Regions from separate parts of the Mus musculus genome. Here regions 1 and 2 are each linked to region 3. A link is a contact called in public Hi-C and HiChIP or PLAC-seq data. All regions are on one chromosome and are shown on one strand. Each heading gives the region's core, a stretch centred on a gene start, on an enhancer-like site or on the middle of the called end of the contact. The rest is flanking DNA. Distances are from core to core; before and after follow the strand shown. Region 1 overlaps Rab3c (RAB3C, member RAS oncogene family). Region 2 overlaps Rab3c (RAB3C, member RAS oncogene family). Region 3 holds the start of Rab3c (RAB3C, member RAS oncogene family).

What was found. A called contact is a pair of places that touch in the nucleus more often than the background predicts. HiChIP or PLAC-seq counts read pairs in DNA pulled down with a chosen protein or histone mark.
Region 1: a contact with region 3 is called in a Hi-C map of cortical neurons, with 2.2 times the contacts expected there. The contact joins the enhancer-like site here to the promoter of Rab3c in region 3. A contact is called at or near these places in 1 of 39 promoter capture datasets (macrophages), 4 of 484 Hi-C or Micro-C datasets (cerebellar granule neurons, cerebral cortex and cortical neurons), 5 of 115 datasets of contacts at active chromatin or transcription factors (embryonic forebrain, embryonic hindbrain, embryonic midbrain and 2 more) and 2 of 9 other capture datasets (macrophages and pancreatic islet).
Region 2: a contact with region 3 is called in an H3K4me3 HiChIP or PLAC-seq map of embryonic forebrain, with 5 times the contacts expected there. The contact joins the enhancer-like site here to the promoter of Rab3c in region 3. A contact is called at or near these places in 2 of 39 promoter capture datasets (3T3-L1-derived adipocytes and macrophages), 2 of 484 Hi-C or Micro-C datasets (cerebral cortex and cortical neurons), 6 of 115 datasets of contacts at active chromatin or transcription factors (embryonic basal ganglia, embryonic forebrain, embryonic hindbrain and 3 more) and 2 of 9 other capture datasets (adipose tissue and pancreatic islet).

The regions. Positions count from the first base shown.
Region 1 is chr13:110,144,394-110,147,093 of GRCm38.p6, forward strand. All of the region lies in intron 3 of Rab3c (RAB3C, member RAS oncogene family), which reads right to left. Among named protein-coding and RNA genes, the nearest start is that of Gm41057, 35 kb to the right of the region's middle. Within about 2 kb of position 1,433, at least 22 of the 459 cell types and tissues checked have an H3K27ac peak or open chromatin away from gene starts, as enhancers often do. A contact at or near this core is called in cerebellar granule neurons and cortical neurons, where this site is marked.
Region 2 is chr13:110,126,467-110,129,166 of GRCm38.p6, forward strand. The region is part of intron 3 of Rab3c (RAB3C, member RAS oncogene family); the gene reads right to left. Among named protein-coding and RNA genes, the nearest start is that of Gm41057, 53 kb to the right of the region's middle. Within about 2 kb of position 1,450, at least 23 of the 459 cell types and tissues checked have an H3K27ac peak or open chromatin away from gene starts, as enhancers often do. A contact at or near this core is called in cerebral cortex, embryonic forebrain and forebrain, where this site is marked.
Region 3 is chr13:110,278,920-110,281,619 of GRCm38.p6, forward strand. Rab3c (RAB3C, member RAS oncogene family) reads right to left here and starts at 1,287. Exons shown (of 5, transcript NM_023852.5): 1 at 1,076-1,287. The coding sequence starts at 1,099.

The DNA of each region.
Region 1 (2,700 bases), core at 183-2,682, 130 kb before region 3:
CCTGCAAGTTCTTTAGACATTTACAAGTCACCATAGTCAAGGAAGAACCCTTTTTTCTGCTGAGACTGGTCCCAGCCTGCTCCTGGCCCATCTGCTCCAGCCACACTCTTTGTATTGGTCTGCAGATTCATGGCTTAGGATTTTACCATGTGGGTTTTGCATAAACTTTACATTGGAACCCTCTGTCCCTGTGGTTGCCTGTTTGTCCTTTGGACTTCTCCTTAAATGTGGGTCTTCCACAGAGGCTGTACAGGGCAAGCTTATCTATAGCAACATTGGATGCACTCTACCATGACTCTGTCATTTAAGTTTCTGTGTGTCTGTCACCATCCATATTATTTTTATATGTATTTTCCTCTTCTCTTATTACTAAGCTATAAGAGCCAATATCTCTCTTTGTTCCCGGTGTTGTCTCTAGGGTCTGGAACCATGCCTGGGATATAGCAAACACTTGGTAGATATGAATGTTTGTTTACCTTAGTCCTTTAAATCCACTGAATAAATAAGAAGTGACAGTCAAAACAGGAGCAGAACACTTATATCCCTAAGCCTATGTCTCATATTGATTTCTCACATGCTCGAGATGCTTCCTCACAAAAACAAAACAGGAAATTTGTCAATTTTCACTCAAATATCTCTGTGGCTTTATTCCCTTACAGTTACCGCAAGCCATGATTTCCCTATTTGAAATGCACAGGGCTTTGCTGCTTGCATCCCTTCGAGACATACAGCAGGGGCCAAGTGAATGTTTATTGGAAGAATGAATGAACGGAACCTGTATCTAGGACAAAGCTCGGGGTTGGGTGACTGGTTGCCTGCCAGAGATGAATAACAGAATAAAGCCAGAGTGCCTGGCAACCTCTCAGCCCTGCTTGCAAATCTGCTAGTTATCAGGGGAATCGCTTTGGACAATGTCTTGAAGTCTGTTTGCCTTCCTCATTTCAGTTCACTGAATGGCTGCCCATGCTCTTTGCAAAGCGTTTGCCTCTTGTAGAAACTGTATAAATCACGTAGATACTTCGGTTTTCTCTTAATCTAAAGGCACCAGCTGTGATAATGTATCAAAGAAAAAAAAAGAAGTCTGCAAGCCAGCATTTCTCTTAGTATCAGGTGAAAGGCGTTAGTGCTTTTTGGTTTGTTTAAATCAAGCAAGTCTTGGAAAGGGATCACTCTGAAAGTCCCCAAACTGAAGACCTAGATTCTAGCCACTTTTCTTGGGTATGACACGTGTGTACAGGTTACTATGAACAGCTTGTTAAAGGCAGAGAGGAGTCAGACAGAATGAAGTAGATGCTGCTAAGACTGACAGACTAAGAGAGAAGTGCTTACTCTGAAGACAAGAAGACCTTCCTCCCTCTGGCCTGTCACTCCCCACAGAGAGGGATGCTATTCGCAGGAGCCACACTGCGGGTTGCTTGCTTCTAGCATAAGGTTCTGCCCATGCAGAGTGCCTGCTTTCTCCTTGTCTGGACCCTCTAATCTTCTGGCTGAGGGTGCAGCCTAGGAGACAGTATGCTCTTAGGCTCTTTGAAGGAATACATTTGCATCCTTTCAGCATGGATTTGGGAGTCAGGTTCTACCAAATTGTCGAGGTCAAATGTCAGCTCATGTTACTGCTGCCCAAGGTTGTTGTTGTTGTTGTTGTGTTTTTTTTTTTTTTCTACTTTCAAAGGAAATAAAAATAAGCGTTTGGCAGAACTTCTCCGTGCTCTAGGATGATAGGGTTAGCCATCTTCTCTACATTACTCATCATGTTCAGCAGGGTGGAAACAAATGCTTTCTATTGGAAATCATTGTGATTTTCTTTTTTTTTTTTCCATTTTTTATTAGGTATTTAACTCATTTACATTTCCAATGCTATACCAAAAGTCCCCCATATCCACCCACCCCCACTCCCCTGCCCACCCACTCCCCCTTTTTGGCCCTGGTATTCCCCTGTACTGGGGCATATAAAGTTTGCAAGTCCAATGGGCCTCTCTTTCCAGTGATGGCCGACTAGGCCATCTTTTGATATATATGCAGCTAGAGTCAAGAGCTCCGGGGTACTGGTTAGCTCATAATGTTGTTCCACCTATAGGGTTGCAGATCCCTTTAGCTCCTTGGCTACTTTCTCTAGCTCCTCCATTGGGAGCCCTATGATCCATCCATTAGCTGACTGTGAGCATCCACTTCTGTGTTTGCTGGGCCCCGGCATAGTCTCACAAGAGACAGCTACATCTGCGTCCTTTCAATAAAATCTTGCTAGTGTATGCAATGGTGTCAGCGTTTGGATGCTGATTATGGGGTGGATCCCTGGCTATGGCAGTCTCTACATGGTCCATCCTTTCATCTCAGCTCCAAACTCCGTCTCTGTAACTCCTTCCATGGGTGTTTTGTTCCCAAATCTAAGGAGGGGCATAGTGTCCACACTTCAGTCTTCATTCTCCTTGAGTTTCATGTGTTTAGCAAATTATATCTTATATCTTGGGTATCCTAGGTTTGGGGCTAATATCCACTTATCAGTGAATACATATTGTGTGAGTTTCTTTGTGAATGTGTTACCTCACTCAGGATGATGCCCTCCAGGTCCATCCATTTGGCTAGGAATTTCATAAATTCATTCTTTTTAATAGCTGAGTAGTACTCCATTGTGTAGATGTACCACATTTTCTGTATCCATTCCTCTGTTGAGGGGCATCTAGGTTCTTTCCAGCTTCTGGC
Region 2 (2,700 bases), core at 200-2,699, 150 kb before region 3:
TGGCTGAGTTTCTTAACTTCCTTAGTCTTTTTTTTTTTTTTTTTTGGTTTTTTGTAAAAATTAGAATTAAACTAACTTTCAAAGACGATGAGCAATAGGCGAGATAATTCAAATATGTCACTGAATATGTCACTGAATATGCCACTGAATATGTCACTGAATATGCAGCCTCTTTGGAGCTTCTCAACGTTTTGCTTTGACTGTTGACGTAGGCACGCAGTCACAGGTATTGAATGCATCTAAAGAGCATCCGCTCAGGGGCCTCATCCATCCTTAAGTAGACCTACACATCATGCGTACCCTTCTGCCATTCGCCAGCAGGGATTTGTAATAGGCTCACCCTGGCCATTGTGCAAAGATTGGATCCTAAGTGAGGTATCTGGTACCCAAAGCAAGATAGCAATAGGATACAGCAAACGAGATGCTGCTGCTTGCCTTTTCTAGACAAAAAAAAAAGGCCATGCCCTCAATTTTGTCTTTATAATGCCACCTCCCTCTTTCATGCCCTTTAGTGACTGTTTCTTTCCTGGAGGCTGCAGGCTCTTAGGCTCTCTCACTCCACTCTCTCTGTGCGCTGTGTTGGTTCTTAAACCCAGACTCTACTTTTCAGTCTCCTCACTCATCCGTCCCTTCACTATGATGGCCGCATCTGGACTTGGAGATATTTTTGCAAAACCTTGACAGGCATTAGACAGGAGAAACAGTGGGGAATCGAGCGTGACACCTTTATGTACAATCATACCAAATGTGAGATTTCTCTGGGGAGTGTTGCCTATTGGAGCTAAGACCTCAAATGCAGCCACCCACTTAAAGCTATGGCTCCTTTCAATGAGAATGCCGTTCTACATAGACTTGGGCGGCATTTATTTATAAGAGAACATTACACCTAAGGTTGAAACACTCCTCTTCCCTGGCTCCAAGTATTATTCTACACCAGACCTCTCATTAGTGCACCCAAAGGGCACGTTCCCGTGAAAAGAGTGTCTTCAGTGTTCACCAATTCCGTTTAAAATCACACCCAAAGCAGGGTCTAACAACACTTTCCCAAAGAGAAAATTATACCCACACAAAGGCATTGGTTTGTTCTGATATAAGCCGACAGACAAACATCATTAAACCAGATTGTAACTCGTTCGCTCACATTAAAATATAAAGTAACCCGACTCATCGAGTTGTCCTTTGGGAAACAGACAGCCATGGGATGCACCCCACTTACCTGGAAGGATTTGGAAGAGGAGGCGGCAGCTTTGCTGCTGTGGTGTTCAGCCTACAACACGTGCGGCAAACACAAAGCCATCTCGGGCTGCATTTCAAGACAGAGGCAGGAGTGCTGCAGGAAGATGCTGTGAACTCCTTATATGGAAAAATGCCAGGCTGGAGCACTGTGCAGAACACGCTGAATTAAATGTGCACATCAAGGGAACAGCCTGTGTTAAATGCCCATCCGTTAAGATCAAAGCTTTCTGGCCTACTGCTAGCAGCGGGCCTGAAAAAGAAACAGCGACCTAATGCGGAGCTAGCAGAGGGCAGGTAGAATTGTCTTCCCCTGACTCAACCTTCCCACTGCTCTCTGTATCCAAACTCTGAATATTGTAAAGAGAGATAAAGGCTGGGACTAGGGAGACAGCTCAGAAAGTAAGGCTTTTCATTAGTCTCTGAAACTCATGGTTGAAAGAAAGAATCTACTACAGAACATTGTTGTCACACACACACACACACACACACACACACACACACAAATACTCACACGCACATACACACATTGTAATAATAAAAACAATTTTAAATTCAAAAGTGAAAGGTTTGATGTCTGGATTCCCTGCTGAACAACAACAGCAGAGGGAAGTGTTCCGCACTTACTGCTAGCAACTAGCATTTTGACTTGAATAACAAGGGACCGATTTTCGCTGATGGATTCTCAGGCTTTGCTACAGCCTGGTTATGCCCACCAAAGATTACAAGGAGAAATTATCTGTTCATTAGTGCTACTGTTACCACGCCTGCCACTCATGGCACATGATGGCGGTTTGAGTCTTTGCTCAGTGAATGGCAGATACAGCTCCCTAAGGTCAGGATGGAAGTGGGACTGCTTTTCCCAGTTTTTACCCCAACTAGTCCAAGGCCAAGAAATTAAATTCTTCAATAATTCAAAACATAGTCTAAAAATTATATAGACAGAACATTCTTCTAGGAAACTTGGAAGTTCAGAAAAAAAAAATAAATTAACTACAGTTTCACTGTCATCTTGATAATATTCGCCATTTTTCTCCCTGTCGCCAAAAGACTTCTTGCATAATATCAGCACGATATTTGCTATTTGGGGTATGGGACATATAATAAACCGCATTGTGTTTATTTCCCACACATAAGTTGATCATCATGCTTTGACACATGGACTCATGCGTGCTCTCTTACACTGAGTTGGGCCTTTGCCCTTCTCCTCATCCCTCACCCTGGGCAGAGACAAGTAATGTGTACATTTGTTGGTTTGTTTTCCAAAATCCAAATCTTCAGAGAATCTAGGGAATTTGCAGAGACATACATAGAGAGACTTGAGGAGGCCCAGGCTGAGAAGAGTTGAGGCAGCAGAAATTCTCCTGGATCATGTACTTGGAAAGGGAAGGGAGAGACCGGGGATTGCATTCTTTCCATTCGGGGAGTTGCCAGCCATCTTTAAAAAGACCACAAGGAAAAGGATGA
Region 3 (2,700 bases), core at 37-2,536:
CCTGAAAACAATTAAATTCTATAGTGTTTTCATTTAACCGTCCAGTTAGGATTCCTTAATACGTATATAAAAGTCATAAAATAAATTAAAAGTAAATGAAAGCAGATGTATAAAGTCCTTGATTCAGGAGGAAACCATGGGGAATGTTTGAGACTGGATAGTCAAATATTTATGTTGCTGAGTTTACCAACAGAGGTGGATTCTGAAGGGAAGCAACACATTCCAAATGGAGTGCTTTCTAATCTTCTCATCCCATTCATAAAACGCCGCTCTGTTATGCAATGAGCCCATTTAGCTTGGCTAACAAACATAGACTTATGTTTAGCCTTAATCAGTTGTACACAGATAGGAGAAACAAGTCTTTAGCTTGGCTAACAAACATAGACTTATGTTTAGCCTTAATCAATTGTACACAGATAGGAGAAACAAAACTAGTCTTTACTTAAAAGCATAACTTAGGTGACTAGCTCCAAAAGAGGTACTCTTCATTTCTGAAGGAAGTAAACCCGAAGAATGTGATTAAAATGGGGAATCTAGTGGTACAGTGAATGGCCACCTCATCACAGGAATGCTGGGGAAGAGAGGGTCCTCGAAACGTTTCCGGCCAGTTAAGCAGACATAGATCAAGGATGTCATAGCTCTGAGATAACTGTGAATGTGTTTGCTCTTTACCTCTGATACTAGGACCCTAATCTTTTTTGCCCTTTCTTTTCTTTTATCTTTCTTGTTTTTTAGACCACTTTGGGGGATACTGACACTGACATTTCTTTCTTAATGTCCTTAACCAAGCTGAATTCGCTCTACCCAGTCGAGATGGAGAACTCTCAGTAAATTCGTGAGAAAATTCTCCAGTTCACACCGCTATCACTAACCCAGGAAGCCAAGACCATCAAAGACAACAAGAGATGGGCTGTCCTCACTTTGTTAGCTCGTGTTTTCATTTTCCACACTCAACCTCCTAGGGAGCCCAGAAAGAAAATGAACAACCCTATCTATCTTTCATCAAGTCCCCTGAGCTGCTAGAGAGACCCTCTCAGTTTCTCCGAGACCATTCTTTCTTTCTTTGTAGACCCACCTGCATGGGCGCCTCGTGTCTCATTGTAGGCAAATGTCCTTTCTCTCTTGCTAGGACAGCGCTGGTCCGGGAGCCTGGTCAAGCGTGCACAGCCTGCGCGCTCCCCGCAACACTCCGCACGCGTGGGGCTCTGTAGCCCGCTCCAACATCAGCACCGGAGCTGTCCGCTCCTGACTCCGCACAAGCGTTCTGGCCAGGGACCCCGTGAGCTTCTGGGAGTTGTAGTCTAATCTTAAGAGGCAAATGCTCAAATGGGAAAATTGTGAACTACAATTCCCAGAGACCCAGAAAGATTTCCCTCGGGCTAGCCCCTCCAGCTGCACTGGGCGGTGGAAACCTCCCTTCTTTCCAGTTACACCGGTTGTTCTCGCTCTCAGCCTGCCTAACCATTTCTTCAAAGAGCGCTAGCGACAATAACACCAATTCATCCCAAACTAGGACTTTTTCTTCACAGTATCGCTTTTGGAAGCCAGACTGTATCTCTCTGGCTAGAAAACGCAGCACTTTGTTCTAATTTCCAATGCAAATGGGCTTTACCTTATCTCTATCCTGAACCCGGAAAGTTTATACTTACCCAGAGTGGAGTAGTTTTACAGTCTTATTCAACGATCGTGCGGGGAAAACGGCAGTGGGTGGCACACACATAAGAAAAGCGGTTCATCCGCAAGACTGAATTGAGAAGATCGGCACGCACGCAAACGCGAACACACACACACACACACACACACACACACACACACACATATCCACAAAAGCTAGATTTCTGACTGAGCCCGCCAGGCACTCCTTTCTGTTTACCTTTCCATACAGCTCCATTGCAGCCGGAGGTTCTGATAGCCTCAAGTAAGTCTCCCCACTACAAAGGAGATGAAGGTCTTATGCAGGCGAAAGAGCACAATGGAAAGGCTTGGAGGAGTGGTTTGCGAGACCGAAATGAGGGATGGAAGGGACAGCGGGTTTAGATGGAGGGCTTTCTTTCAGAGGGAAACCCAGAAGTCTTCTAGTGACAGCTGCAAAGAAAAGGCTGCTAGTCTCCTAAGAAGTGCCAGGGGCGCCCGTGCCAAGCGGCCCCTCCCCTAGCCCTCCCAGCACACACACTACCTGAGTGCTGCAGAGCTGATAGGGCACTGGGTTATTTACCAAAAGCAAGTCACACAAAATGAACACATTCATCACCAGAGCCCTGGAGCACCTTCACGGAATGAGATGGGAGATCTAGATTAAGTTAGCCGGTCAGTCCTTTCTTAAACGCGCGTGCAGCTATTCCTTTTATATTGCAATTACTCTCCTCCTGGAACGTTTCATACCATGACCTTCACGTCTCTAAACTGGACATTTATGTGCTTTTGTCAACTTCTAATGTGTGAGAGGACTTTTGTCGTCCGTCGCTGAGACAAGTCCTCTCCCCTCCAGAATGCAAGCTATCTGTGACCCCCCCCCCACCTTTTCAAGATGTCAGATTTATGACATGAGAGGCAGAGTCAAAGTTGAAACCCTCATGATATTCACAGACAGTCATACAAAGGTTAATTCGAGTCATCTTTGAACTTCATCTCCTTAGATAGATCAGCAGAAAGGATGTTCTGGGACTTAAATGGGCTAGAAACATGTCTTGGGAATTATCC